Linked DNA regions of Mus musculus: all the other regions are linked to region 2. The links are chromatin contacts, called in public Hi-C, capture Hi-C and promoter capture Hi-C maps. All regions are on one chromosome and are shown on one strand. The core of a region is the stretch at or near the end of the contact, and the rest is flanking DNA. Distances in the headings are between cores, read along the strand shown.

Region 1 (2,770 bases), core at 171-2,670, 280 kb before region 2:
ACTAGATTGTTAAAAACTGCGGATGAAGTATGCCAACCTCCTTGGAGCATATGTATTAAGGAGTTCTTGGATCAATGTTTTATCTCTCCTGACTCCCTTTTCCAGCTGCACGGCTTTAGTGTACCAAAAAAAAAAAAAAAAAAAAAAAAAGAAAGAAAGAAAGAAAAAAAGTCTCTTCACAGACAGACTTTTGTGGGTAAGGAAACACAGTATTCCGGCACATGATTTCCCTAATGTCTGAGGTTTAGGTAGCTTTAAAACCTCAGATCACATATATAGCTGGACCACTCTGGTGCCTCTTTCTCTTACTGCCTCCACTTGACTCTCTCCAAGTATACATCTTCCTGCTTCACAAATGAACTCACTAACTTTGCTTGGCTCTTGGGGCTGGAGAGATGGCTCAGTGGTTAAGAGTGCACACAGCTTTTGCAGAAGACCCGAGTTCCGTTCCCAGCACCCAAACAAGGCAGCTCACAACCACCTGTAACTCCAGCTCCAGGGGAATCTGATGCCCTCTGCTGGCCGCTGCAGGCCCTGCACCCACACACATAATTAAAGAATAACATCTGCAGAGGACGGCAAGGACCAGTATGTATGTACTGCAGAGCCTGAGGGACTCTCCTCAGGCCAGACTGTTGGAAGTATTGAATTACATTTCTAGGTGCTGGTGACACATAAGAGTTGGTTACAAAAGATCTGGGGCTAGGCGCTGGCGAGATGGTTCAGCAGTTAAAAGCACTTGCTTTTCTTGCAGAGGGCTAGAAAAAGCAAGGTCACCGAAAAGCAGGCAAAGTCATGCCTAATGATAAACCAAAGACCAATGTTTGAATATGCAAGGAAGATTCTAGAAGAGTACACAGTCACCTGTGAAGGGAGAGCGCTCTTCCTTAACAACAAGCTGGGAATCTTCCCTTATACATCCATATTTTTAAGTTTTATTCTAGGCATGTGTTATGAATTTTTTTTTTAAATATTTATTTATTGTTATATGTAAGTATACTGTTGCTGTCTTCAGACACACCAGAAAAGGGCATCAGATCTCATTACAGATGGTTGTGAGCCACCATGTGGTTGCTGGGATTTGAACTCTGGACCTTCGGAAGAGCAGTCGGGTGCTCTTACCCACTGAGCCATCTCACCAGCCCCGTGTTATGAATTTTTTAAAAAGAAGTATTCACTTATTTTATGTATATGAGTACACTGTAGCTGTCTTCAGACACACCAGAAAAAGACATCAGATCCCATTGCAGGTGGTTGTGAGCCACTATGTGGTTGCTGGGAATTGCTCCAGGCCCATGAAAAAAAATTAAATCACCAAAAAAAAAAAAAAAAAAAAAAAGGAACTAGATGCCTAGGGCTTGTGGTCTCACCAGCCCTCTGGCACTCCTGCTGGGTACAAAGGGCTTCTGAAACCACCCATGTGACCAGAAGGGGTGTTGCTTACCCGGGGCCCTGTGGCTCCATCCACGCCTGGGTGACCGGGCTCCCCCTGTGGAAACACATGGAAATTTGCTTAGACCCTGTCTCACCCCTAGTCCTCTCTTCCCCAGAGTCCAGGGCCTGTGTGCTGGGGCCTCATGGTCTATGCATAAGAACAGCCTTCCACACACTGCAACAGTGGGGATTTTGAGGTCCAGGAGCTCCAAAAAGGACATGAAGCCTTAGCCCAGAGCCCAGAGCCTGGCTAATTGATCCATGGCTACTCACCCTCAGACCACCCTGCTTGTGATTCAAAGGGGACCCCTGGGACAGGCCCTCCTGGGACTCTCTCTGTAAAAGTGCAAATTAAGAGGTAAACCCCCTCCCCCAGAGACAGCGTCAATGGGGTCTTTCAGGTACTAGGTGGAGCTTAGTGATGTCACCTTTAGTCCAGGAATGCCGTCCACTCCATTCTCTCCTCGGGGCCCCACATCCCCTGGCTCACCCTGAAATGGGGGAAATACCAGTGAAAGGAAGCAGAGGTGCTAGCCCGGGGCCGCGGGGTCTTATGCTCGAGACCCTAGTGACCCTGGCCCTTCTGGGCAAGGGGATGGACACAAGGATCTCTTCAGCCCCAGGGGGATTTGACACCACGACCATCCTCTTCTGGTCTGGGTCTTGGCATAGATCTGGGGTAGCTGAAGAGACCTTGTGTGTGTACGTGTGTGAGTGCACATGTATGTGTGTGCAGGGGCACATGCGTGTCAGTGCACATGTATGTGTGGAAGTCGGGGAAACTGAGGGCTACTCCTTAGGCATCATCTATAGTGTCTTTGCTTTTGCTTTTGAGGCAGGGATTGGAACTTGGTACCCTGGTAAACTTGGCAGCCAGCAAGCCCAGGGAGCTGCCGGGCCACGGTCACAGTGCTGAGGAGCCACGGTGCTTAGCTTTTCAAAATCAATCAGTCTATCTATCTATTTATCGTCTTTTTTTTTTGTTTTTTTTTTGTTTTTTTTGTTTTTTTTGTTTTTTCGAGACAGGGTTTCTCTGTGTAGCCCTGGCTGTCCTGGAACTCACTCTGTAGACCAGGCTGGACTCAAACTCAGAAATCTGCCTGTGTCTGCCTCCCAAGTGCTGGGATTAAAGGTGTGTGCCACCACACCCAGCCTCTATTGTTCTTTTGAGATAGGGCTTTTCTGTGTAGCCTTTGCCTTCCTCAAACTCACTCGGTAGACCAGGCTAGCCTTGAACTCACAGAGATCTGTCTGCTTCTACCTCCTGAGTATTGGGATTAAAGGCATGTGCCACAACCACCCTTAAATAATTTTTTAAAAATGTATTTATTTTTAT
Region 2 (2,700 bases), core at 136-2,635:
GTTTTTGTTGTTTGTTTTGATTTCTTGAGACAGGGTCTTCCTCTGGCTGTCCTGGACAGGATGACCTCAAACTCAGAGATCCTCATGCCTCTGCCTCCAAAGTGCTGGGATTAAAGGCGCTCATCAATATGCCCAATGGTTGGCATTTATTTATTTATTTATTTATTTATTTATTTATTTATTTATTTTCGTTCTGAAGCCCAGGCTGGACCTGCATCTCAACTATATAGTTTAAGCCAGCCCCCAACTTGTAGAGAGATTCACACAATTCAGCCTCCTAAATTCTGGAATTACAGATGCCACCAGGGCAGGCTCAAAACAGGAGTCTTAACCCTCGGAAAACAAACCTAAGACGCTTTGGGGGTGGCCTGTAGAGATCACCACCCAGCCAAACGCGCACAGAGGCAGCTAGCTCAGCTGTGTCCTAGTCTTCGATGCACAGTTTTAGTGGGCCAGCTAAGGAACACAGCACATCTAGGCCAGAGCCGCTCCCAACCTAACCTTCCCGGACACAGAGGAAGGGCTGGCCTGAGCCTTGAGGTGGTCCGGACTGTTTCAGGCAGACTAGCCGTGGGAACGCAAGAGCCTCATTAGTATCTCCAGCGCTGGAGAGCAGGCAGAGGCTGTGGGTCTGAGCACACACTTCAGTAGAGACTCCGCACTCAGGACTGTTGTTACCCCAAGGTCTTTCTTTACCATAGCCCCTTAGTGTTACCTAAACAGCCCTTTAAGTTGTTTTTCCTGCAGAAGCAAGTCCCGGCACAGAAGCTGGACAGCAGGACCCTTCCCCACCAGCGACCCCAGTGCAATCCACTAGGTGAGTCCTGCTCCTGAAGGTGACGATCAACGCCGCCCCCGCAGCCCTACACCCCCTCGTGAAGCGGGACATCCCCCGGCCGGCGATCGCGCGCCCTCACCTCCCGTAACAGGCGCTCCAGGTGCGTTTCGGCCCAGGCGGCCAGGGCTCCGGACGGCCCCGCATGCCGCAACAGCTCGCGCTCCTGCTCCAGCGCCGCCACTCGGCCATGCAGGGCGGCCGCCTGGGCTCCCAACAGGAGACAGGCGGCCGCAGAGCCCACCGACAGCAGCAGGCACAGCGCGCTCAGCGCCCGCGACCCGCAGCCCGCTCCGGGGTCCTGCGCGCCTCCTCCGCCCGCCGCGCGCTCGCCCGCGCCCATGGCGACCCGCCGGCTCTGCGTCGGCGCTGCGGCCCGGGGCGGCTCCAGGTCGGCGGCTGCGGGGCTCCGCGTCCGGGTGGCCGCGGATCGCGCACGCCCCCCTAGCCGCCCGCTCAGACTCAGCGGCCACTGCGGGCAGTTCCTTCTATGCAAATAGACCCCGCCAGAAAAGGCGCGGGGACCCACCCAGGGGAGGAGCGGCCGGACGGGGAGGGCGGGGGTGGTGGTGGGGGCCTGGCGCTCATCAGCTCCTCGCAGTCCGGGCCCTCGCCTAGCGGGTCCCGGAGCGCGAGCCTCTGTACCCCGCCGGTGCCACCCGAGGCACCCTATGCGGCCGGGCTCGGCTCTGTCGCAGGCCGCCTGAGGTTGAGGCACTCACTGTTCGAGCCTTGGGAGTGTTCCCCAAGCTTGTAGATTGACCTTTCTGACACTTGCAAAGCAAAACTTGGAACTCTGTGGGAAAGTTAGAGGTTCTTTCTAGACGGTAGCTGAGCGCCGCTTGGTGGCCAAAAGCGACCCCTGCGGGTGTGCGCAGGAAGACTTGGTAACCGAGAATCAAAGAGAAAGAGAAACAAAGGAAGGAAAGAGGAAAACTAGTGAGAGGAATGTGGAAGGAAAGAGAGAAATAAGGAGAATAAGAGACAAGGAAGGAGGCAAACTAGGCACCTCTTATAGTCAATGTTCACCATAGCAACTCAGGCATGGACACTAGACAAAAAAGCTCATACTTCTTTCCTGAACCAGAGGGAGCAGTTAGTTCAGGAAGCAGACAAAAAACAAATGGGAAAAGTGTCTAAAACTTGGTATACCTTGAATTCTGCAGGGACAGACTTAGCCCAAACCCAAATCTGGAATGCATCATACTGACTTGTCTTAACCACAGTTACATTAGGACACCAATCGGGCCCAAAGAGAAAGCCATCCACTTACAGGGATGGCCAGAGAGGCTGAAGTTGGAATCCAGGTTTTAGCTGCCAGGGCCCCCACAAGGCATATTTATACCTCAAAACTGGTCTCAAGTAACTGTCACATTAACTCCTGGGACACCCTTTCGAGAAGAGTCAGTCCTGAGTTTGGAGCCTGGTAAGGGGCACACGTGATGGAGTGGGTTTTAGATAATTTTCCACCTTCCCTTCTGACTCTCCTGTGGCTGTCTTCTTAATTTCTGTGGCTGCATTATCCATTCTGTATTCTTAAAGCCTGTTGAGACCCAGCAACACTCCTACTCCCCTAATTAAAAGGGAAATCACCCAGCTGGCAAGACCCTCTGAACTAAAACTTCCTGGGGTTGGAGGCTGTGGCCTCAGGTAAAGTGGAGTTTCTGGTAGTGGTTATAAAGTCTTGGCCCTGTGTGAAAACTGTGCCTGTGCCCAACAAATATTCTGAAAACCTCTTGCCAAGCAAACCTGACAGTCTACTGAAGTCTCTGAAAAGACGCCAACACCGTATTACAAGTTAGCACCCATTCTCACTACCCATTACCTACCAGTGTTAGTGTTAATGGGTACTGTTTCATTCTAGA
Region 3 (2,700 bases), core at 10-2,509, 460 kb after region 2:
ATTGTATCTTATATCTTGGGTATCCTAGGTTTGGGGCTAATATCCACTTATCAGTGAGTACATATTGTGTGAGTTCCTTTATGAATGTGTTACCTCACTCAGGATGATGCCCTCCAGGTCCATCCATTTGGCTAGGAATTTCATAAATTCATTCTTTTTAATAGCTGAGTAGTACTCCATTGTGTAGATGTACCACATTTTCTGTATCCATTCCTCTGTTGAGGGGCATCTGGGTTCTTTCCAGCTTCTGGCTATTATAAATAAGGCTGCTATGAACATAGTGGAGCATGTGTCCTTCTTACCAGTTGGGGCGTGGACACTATGCCCCCCCTTAGAATTGGGAACAAAACACCCATGGAAGGAGTTACAAAGACAAAGTTTGGAGCTGAGATGAAAGGATGGACCATGTAGAGACTGCCATATCCAGGGATCCACCCCATAATCAGCATCCAAACGCTGACACCATTGCATATACTAGCAAGATTTTATCGAAAGGACCCAGATGTAGCTGTCTCTTGTGAGACTATGCCGGGGCCTAGCAAACACAGAAGTGGATGCTCACAGTCAGATAATGGATGGATCACAGGGCTCCCAATGGAGGAGCTAGAGAAAGTACCCAAGGAGCTAAAGGGATCTGCAACCCTATATGTGGAACAACATTATGAACTAACCAGTACCCCGGAGCTCTTGACTCTAGCTGCATATGTATCAAAAGATGGCCTAGTTGGCCATCACTGGAAAGAGAGGCCCATTGGACACGCAAACTTTATATGCCCCAGTACGGGGGAACGCCAGGGCCAAAAAGGGGGAGTGGGTGGGTAGGGGAGTGGGGGTGGGTGGGTATGGGGGACTTTTGGTATAGCATTGGAAATGTAAATGAGCTAAATACCTAATAAAAAATGTAAAAAAAATAAACTACAATGATTAGTGATGTGGGCTAGGGTTCTCCTAGAGTTTTGTTTTGTTTTACTTTTTTTGGTTTTAGTCTCGCTATGTAGTCCTGGCTGTCCACATGTAGTCAGTCAGGCTGGCCTGGTACCTATGGGTACCTCGCTCCTAAACCCTAAATTCCACTTTTGTCCTGTCACATCACTTCACCCTCCTAGCAAACAAGTCTGAGGGACTGACTGAGAGAGCAGGGACAGGCTTGCTGGATTTGCAGTGCAACACGACCCGACTCAGCTTTCAGAACGCGCCTGGCCCCGGTGCCTTCTGGGAGGTGTAGTCAGAAAAGACCTCAGGCATGCCGGGAGTAGTAGTTCTCTGGGGCTTCTCCCGGTGGCGGGGCTGCTCGCGGCGTTTTGGGGGGCTCCTGGTGGAGGTGATCCTGACTGTGCTAGGAGAGAGCGTCTGGGGCCGACATCCTCGAGACTGCTCGTGCTGAGAGTGGTGGGAGCGAGCGCCGGCGTCCGTGAGTGGGGTGAAGAGGGGCGACCGGGGCGTAGCGGGCGGTGGGCTTCCCGGCGAGCCCGGCGCGGCCTGGCGACTGCTCTGCGGCCTCAGGCTCGGGGATCTTTCTGCGGGTTTGGCCCTCCACGAAGCGTGGCTGGGACCAAACTGCGGATCCAGAGGCCTGTGCATCTTCTGTAGCATCTTAGCTATGCAGATCATAAAATCAACAGCCGATACCTAGCAGTCTAATCTAACTTAATGAATTAGCGCATCTAATAGCAAGTTACAGGCCCCTTGGCCCTTCATTGTGCCTATGGTGCAGAAGAAGAAACCAAGGCACATTGTGGCCCGAGAGTTCTCTGAGTCTTGATCGGAGCCTTAGACTGAAAGCAGAATTTCCTTCCCATTTGTGATGCTTGCTGTCTTGTCACTTTGGGCAGGCTGTGAACCTCCTGGCTGTCCACCTCAGCCACGTCGACAGCACAGCCCCACCTCTGCTGCACAGAGGACTGGTTCCAGGAATTCCCAAACAGCCAACACTTAAGTTCTTGCGGTAGACAGACACAGCATTTGCAGAGAGCTTGGACACATTATCCTTTGTACTTTAAATCAGTCCTGCCCAACCTTTTGACATTGCCACGAATCTTGTACAAGGTGCTAAAGGGTCTGTAGGTGGGTGTGGAGGGATCAGTGTAAGAAAGAAGAAGAGTGATTAATATACAGAAGGGATGTAGTTTTGGCAGGTTGGCTTTGTCAGTGTTCCTGTCATTTGGTACCATTATGGGTGGGTTTTAAAACTTAATTTATTTTCATGTGTGTATGTTTGTGTCTGTTTGTGTGTCTGTGCCCATGAGCACACAGTACCTAAGGAAGCCAGAGAGGATGTTGGATCCCCTGTAGTTACAAGTAGCTGTGGATAGCCCAATGTGGGTGCTGATAATCAAACTTCTTTGCGAACAAGGGAAGTGCTTTTAATCACACAGCCACTTCTCCAGACCCCTTTGTGGGTGGCTTTACCCTCCTGGCTCCAAGCCTTCCCTTTGTACCAGAATTCCTTACTACACCTTTTTTTTTTTTTTCTTCCCAGGCATATTTGGTCAGCACTCGGCTCTCCTTTGGCAGAAAAACTAAGAAGGGAAATGGCTGTGGATTTGCTGGCTGCCCGAGGCACAGTAAGTGAAGCTTGTCTTTGCATAAATTGCTTTCTGACTCAGATGTGGATGTGTTTCCATTTTCTGCCCCTGCCAATTTTTTCCCTTGCAAAATTAGCATTTAACAGGGGTATGCAAACTCCAGTTTGAAGCTGAC
Region 4 (2,700 bases), core at 152-2,651, 370 kb after region 2:
CATGGGCCTGATGCAGGGAAAGGGGGGGTGAAAAAAGCCGCCAATTCCTGAGCTTCCCCCCCCCCACACACACACAGACACACAGACAAAACATCAATCCTTGAGCAGAAAATCCACTAATCCCTGAGCTCCCCAAATTCAGGACTTGAAATCCCACCAATCATCACTCTGGAAATCTCTGCCCTGGAAAGCCCCGCCCCCTAAGAGATCCTATATAAGCACTGCCACTTTGTCTAATTCCCTGTTGTCTGTTCCCTAGGATAGAGAGCAGCCATCCCTGGATTCATCCCTTCACACCCTGGTCCATCCAATAAATCTCTTTCATGAGATTCTTATGCCTGGTCAGAAGTGAAGAAGAAAAGAAGCAATGAAGAGAAGAAACGATGAGAAGGAGAGGGACTGAGGCTCCTGAGCTCCGCTGAGGACGCCATGCCCTGGTAGCTGCATCGCCTCTGCTGAGGAGGCTTCCTCTTAGAGCTATCTAGTTCCTCAGCTCCCATGTCTCAGGGTGCCCTTCTTTTGGGACATTGTCCCACCTCAGAGCTGTGTGGTTCCTGAGCTTCCGAGTCCCAGGAGATCCTCCCATCAGAGCAGAAACACAATGTCAAAGACCTAAGACGGAAGGTGTGGGATAAAAGCGGAAGGTGTGGGATAAAAGGAATTTGGGCACGCACGTTTGGCTAATAGGATTTTTGAGCCTCGTCAAAAAGTGGCCTCCAGATGCCCGTCCGACATTTGGTTCGGAACATAGTCTTTGTTGCATGGAATAGAAGTTTTACAGGCTGAAGCGAGGGGGAAAGGACCAAAAGTATAGAAGAAGGACTAGTTGGGAAGGATGGAGGTCAGTGAAAGAAGGGCACATGAATGAGGGTCGCTGGGGGTGAATGTGATCACAGTGCACTGTATTCAAGTATCATGATGTCAGATTTTAAAGAAAAAACGTTAAAAAACAAGCGGCCAGACAAGAACCCAATATTACAGTTTGTAACCTATCTTTCTATCCTAAGATAGGATGGAAATTATCCTAAGATATTCTCCAAGTTCCAAAGCCGTGGATGCAGCCGAAACTACCTTAGCACCCACGAGTTTCACTCACAGAGGTGGCTGGTTTTCCACAGTAACAATTCACCCAGCCAGTGCATCATTTACTACCTGGTCACAGAGCGCCGTGAAGTATCTACATTACATTAGTAGCTTACCTCTCATCCTAACCTCATGCAAGGGGGTGTCCAAGGTTCTCTTAATTTAGGAAAGGAAAAGGTTCTAGAACCAGTTTCTTTAAGAAAATAAGCTTAAGGTGGCAAACCTTGCCTGAGCACTAGGGGAGCAATCGCTGGCCCGCAGCCCTGCGGTTGCGCCTGCGCAACTGGAAGCCCTGTCGAGGGCTCATGGTCTTGTGGGAAATGTAGTCCCGCGCGCCCAGTGCGGCTGCCTGTGCCGCCAGCCTCTGGCTTCTTCAGTGACTGTGGTGAGTGCGCTTCCTCGGGCGGGTGGTCCACGGGCGGGGAGGCGGAGGCGTTCCCACTGGGAGCCCGGGGCTCTGGTGCCAAAAGAGCAGAGCCGGCCAGACAGAAAGGTGATCCTTCGTCCGCAAGGAGCACGAAGTCGCAGGTGCGCAGCTCACGCGCGCGCCAGGCCGCAGGACACCCTAACCGAGACCCCCCAGCTCGGTATCCCCCCGTACCCCGGGGTCATTCGCGCCCGACTGCTCTCCAGCTCTACCTGGCCGAGCAGCTCTGGTTCGGTATGCACTATGAATGCGTGGTAGACCCGCTCTCTGAAGCTTGGCAGGGCACGGGACCACAGTCCGGGGCTCTGGCCATTGTGTGCACCGCTGCTGGGGACCCGCCCTCTGCCTGCGAAGGAGGAGCTTGTAAAATGAGTCCTGAATAAGCAAGAACGTGCCCACCCTTTCTTTAAGTTCATTATTGGTCAACTAGAAAAATGTACGAGCGAAATCATTCGAAATTTGTCCTAAAGTCCATGTATTGTGTTATATGTATAAATAGAAACCTTTTGCTTCCAAAAAAAAAAAAAAAGATGTTAGTGCCTTTCCTCCATTCACCTTTAAAAATGGAGTTACAAAAGGCATTTTGTAAGATGCTTGAAGTGCATCTAAACCACCACCCAATGGAGATGAGAATAGCCTTAAGACACTAATTTTTAAGAGCAGTTAAAGCTGTCATTTTCACGAATGGTTCCCTTTGGACTTTTGGGCTTTTTTGTTTTTGTTGTGTTTTGTTTTTATTTTAATATTGGACATGGTACAGTTATGTCATTCTTTGTATTGCCTCTTTCCACAAAACCTTGTAGTGAAATTTCTAGGTCAACGTTATAATTAGACCTTTGGGCATCTCCTGTCTTATTCTTTCCAGAAAAGTAGCAGTTTCTAAAGATGGTTGCGGTGTTAAGAGTGACTGACGCCCCACATCAACTGGAAGTGCTGCTAGTAGCCTCTTAAGCTTTGGAGAGGTGCAAGCTAGGTGTGGTAGTGTGTGCCTTGAATCCCACAGAGGCAGGGGGATGAGTTTGAGGCCACCTGCTCCACAGAGTCTGGGCCAGCCAAGGCTACTTAGTGAGAAGACCCTCCTTCAAATAATATCCTTATGCTAAACTCCAGCCCATTTTATTCCTAACTTTTGCATCTGTTGTACAAACAGATGAATCTACAGAAAAGTTGCATATTGCTATAGTCATATA
Region 5 (2,700 bases), core at 156-2,655, 400 kb after region 2:
CTGTCCTTTCTCTCCCTCAACTACACCATAGTCTGGGTTTTTAATTTATTTTGCTGTTGTTTTGGATGAGTTTTGATTGTTAGGAAGCAAGCCAACAAATGCTAAGTCACTGTCCTACGACCATCCCTAGTTTTCACCCTGAATCTGTCCTGCCCAGAACTGACCATAGTCTGCACAGATAAGTTCATCTGTCCACTTGGAACTTCCATTGCTTTCCTTTCACACACAAAATAAATCCACATTTTTACCATGGGGTCAGAACCTCAGAGTCACACACAATGTCATCTTGAGCCCTTTTTTCTTTCCTTGTTCCTGGTGAACATGCTGGTCTTGCTAAGCATCAAATATCCTAAGCCAAATTCTTTGTGGGGAGCTCTTCCTGGGACAGTAAAATCTCCCAAACACCCTGCCCCTTCTCACTCTGAAACCCCTAACTCAGCATTCCTGTCCTTTCATTCACTCCTAATGAATATTTTCTGTTTGATGGACCACCTTCCCTAGTCACACAAAAACTGCAGTGCAGGAGTCACTCTGTTTCAACACTCTCTGCTCTATGCCTTAACCTATATGTGTGTGCCCTAAGTGAGAGAATGACATCTTTAAAGCCCAGGACAGAGCCACTGACATTGTATCCTAAAGGGTGGCCAGCAATCCCAGAAGTGTCAATCTCAAATCATATTTTTTTAATTGAATTTGTTTCACTTTTCTCCCAATAAGAAAGTTCCTCCATGAATACTTACTACATATCCAAAGGCAACTAGACATCTTCAGGGAAAGATTCTGGTACATTACTCGATACTCACAGGCCCCAGCAAAATACAGTCACCAGAAGTAAATCCAAGCTTCTCTATATACTATCCCGTGCTCCCAGAGACACTTGTTTACTCTGCAGAGACTTCCAGGGCCATCGTCCTTCCCCCCCCCCGCACCCCCCTCCGGTAATCCTGCTACCCAAACCCTCACTGCACTCAAGGTCTATCATGCCTCTCCAGTCCAGCTCCAACAGAGGCTGTAGCATTTTTGAGAGCTTGGTACTGACTGTCTTTCAAGACCTTTCTCTGTCGTTAGGCGCTATTACGACGTTCCTGGATGTTCTCTGGCTTTGCTTGCAGATCCTAGAGTCTAGTAACCTTGATAACAGCATCCTGGACCTTTTTTCACTGCTGGTCTCCACAAGACTAGACCACTTGTCTGCCCAGCGATAGGCTAGTGCACCGCAGAGCCTTCTGGGAATTGTAGTTTCGGCCACAAAGTGACTAGGCGCAGGCGCGCTTTATCGCTTTTTGCTCCTGGTCTCCCTCTGAGAAAAGGAGTCCAAAAATCTAAGCGCTGCAGCAGAGAGATTTGTGGGAATTAGGCTTCCCGGCTCCTGGACAAACGCGCAGGCGCGGCTCCGCGTCAAGCAGCAGGCTCCAGCTCATTGTGTCCTGACTACTCTGTCGAGGCTATGCTCTGCAGTGGACAAGCTTCTAAGGGAAGCCCCACGGTGATCTGCAGTGTCCAGAGACTGAAGGTCAGGTCTGGGAGTTGAGAACAGAGGGTACGTAGACTAAGGGTGGGTTGTGGTCCGTTTTGAAAGGCGTGGATCCCACGTCCTTAACTTTGAAGCGCATGTACTGAGATTTGATTCCACACATGGAAGGGACCAGCAGAACTGTTTTGTAGTCGAGCTAAGGGATCCGAACCTGATTGCACGTTGAGAAGGGTTGGTCAGGACCTCTAGCTCATCTTGCTGCAAACTCACAAATACAGTTGCATACAGCTGCTGGTTATATTCCCGGCGTGGCTCCAAGTTCTCTCTGAGGAACTTGAGAAAGGGACACCTTCACTGCAGCCCCTGCACTTGACGAAACTGTGGAGGGTGACTTATGTGAATGATTTCTTCTCCCGGAAACCCGCTCCCTACACTGTCCCATCCGAAACACGAAACAGCCCCCCCCCCACACACACACACACAGAGAGAGAGAGAGAGAGAGAGAGAGAGAGAGAGAGAGAGAGAGAGAGAGAGATCTGGCCGGTTTAACTCCCCTTCCCTTTCAGGAAAAAGTCACCTCTTTGCCTCCTCCTTCCCTCTAGTTGGGATAGAGCTGTCCCAGGAGGAAAGGCTGTCTTAAGACGCCAAAGCATAGCTGCAGGGGAAGGGACAGAGAATGGGTAGAGTTTGAGGACTGGGCCGGGCAAGCTTTCTGCAGGGGAAAGCCAAAGCCACACAAACGGGAAGGCATGCAGGATCTGACTAAAGGAAAGATGCGAAGGAGAGCTGGCATGGGGAGAAGTCACTTTACAGATTGGGTGAGGACAGCTACCTTCAGAGGGAGTATGCACTGGGAGCAAAAGAACAAAGTGAGCCAGGATGTGAATGGTGAGGCGCATCCCTGTGACCTTTGACCCGGCCCTCTCATTACAGGAGTGCAGATGCTTCTAGCCAGAGAACCCCAGCAATTGTAAAGCTCCTCCCCTGCCTCCTTCCTACTCAATGCTCCTCAGCTCACCAGAGAAAAGGAATGGCTGTCAGCCAGCTCCCGGCCCTGGTCCAGGTGAGTCATCACTGTCCAGTGTTGTCCCCCTGTATCCCCAGTTGTGTCCTTGACTTCATTCATTGCTCTAACCAGAAGCTTCCTTTCCAGCCACCCCCAAAGACCCCAGCTGCTCCCTCCCACCACACATCTCCTCCTAGTGAGCTTTAGAGCTTTCTGTAAG

The links. Promoter capture Hi-C pulls out the DNA fragments that hold promoters and counts their contacts. A called contact is a pair of places that touch in the nucleus more often than the background predicts. Capture Hi-C pulls out chosen DNA fragments and counts their contacts.
Region 1: a Hi-C map of bone marrow-derived macrophages shows a contact between it and region 2, with 25 read pairs. The contact joins the enhancer-like site here to the promoter of Col23a1 in region 2. A contact is called at or near these places in 5 of 39 promoter capture datasets (cranial neural crest, embryonic stem cells, frontonasal cranial neural crest and 2 more), 9 of 484 Hi-C or Micro-C datasets (LSK cells, the N1E-115 cell line, bone marrow-derived macrophages and 6 more), 16 of 115 datasets of contacts at active chromatin or transcription factors (craniofacial prominence, effector CD8 T cells, embryonic basal ganglia and 10 more) and 2 of 9 other capture datasets (adipose tissue and macrophages).
Region 3: a contact with region 2 is called in a Hi-C map of nephron progenitors, with 12 times the contacts expected there. The contact joins the promoter of Zfp354c here to the promoter of Col23a1 in region 2. A contact is called at or near these places in 1 of 39 promoter capture datasets (stem cell-derived epiblast-like cells) and 1 of 484 Hi-C or Micro-C datasets (nephron progenitors).
Region 4: a capture Hi-C map of embryonic stem cells shows a contact between it and region 2, with 2.8 times the contacts expected there. The contact joins the promoter of Zfp2 here to the promoter of Col23a1 in region 2. A contact is called at or near these places in 1 of 39 promoter capture datasets (cranial neural crest), 1 of 484 Hi-C or Micro-C datasets (embryonic stem cells), 7 of 115 datasets of contacts at active chromatin or transcription factors (embryonic stem cells and stem cell-derived neural progenitor cells) and 4 of 9 other capture datasets (adipose tissue, embryonic stem cells, liver and 1 more).
Region 5: a contact with region 2 is called in a promoter capture Hi-C map of cranial neural crest. The contact joins the promoter of Zfp454 here to the promoter of Col23a1 in region 2. A contact is called at or near these places in 2 of 39 promoter capture datasets (cranial neural crest and embryonic stem cells) and 1 of 115 datasets of contacts at active chromatin or transcription factors (embryonic stem cells).

The regions. Positions count from the first base shown.
Region 1 is chr11:51,563,896-51,566,665 of GRCm38.p6, reverse strand. It overlaps Col23a1 (collagen, type XXIII, alpha 1), which reads right to left. Exons shown (of 29, transcript NM_153393.2): 14 at 1,863-1,925; 15 at 1,445-1,489. Among named protein-coding and RNA genes, the nearest start is that of Phykpl, 20 kb to the left of the region's middle. Within about 2 kb of position 1,420, at least 53 of the 459 cell types and tissues checked have an H3K27ac peak or open chromatin away from gene starts, as enhancers often do. A contact at or near this core is called in bone marrow-derived macrophages, where this site is marked.
Region 2 is chr11:51,288,605-51,291,304 of GRCm38.p6, reverse strand. Col23a1 (collagen, type XXIII, alpha 1) reads right to left here and starts at 1,385. Exons shown (of 29, transcript NM_153393.2): 1 at 918-1,385. The coding sequence starts at 1,178.
Region 3 is chr11:50,826,290-50,828,989 of GRCm38.p6, reverse strand. It overlaps Zfp354c (zinc finger protein 354C), which reads left to right and starts at 1,259. Exons shown (of 5, transcript NM_013922.4): 1 at 1,259-1,411; 2 at 2,480-2,564. The coding sequence starts at 2,532.
Region 4 is chr11:50,914,877-50,917,576 of GRCm38.p6, reverse strand. Zfp2 (zinc finger protein 2) reads left to right here and starts at 1,401. Exons shown (of 6, transcript NM_001044698.2): 1 at 1,401-1,468.
Region 5 is chr11:50,886,206-50,888,905 of GRCm38.p6, reverse strand. It overlaps Zfp454 (zinc finger protein 454), which reads left to right and starts at 1,405. Exons shown (of 6, transcript NM_172794.3): 1 at 1,405-1,540; 2 at 2,408-2,537. The coding sequence starts at 2,505.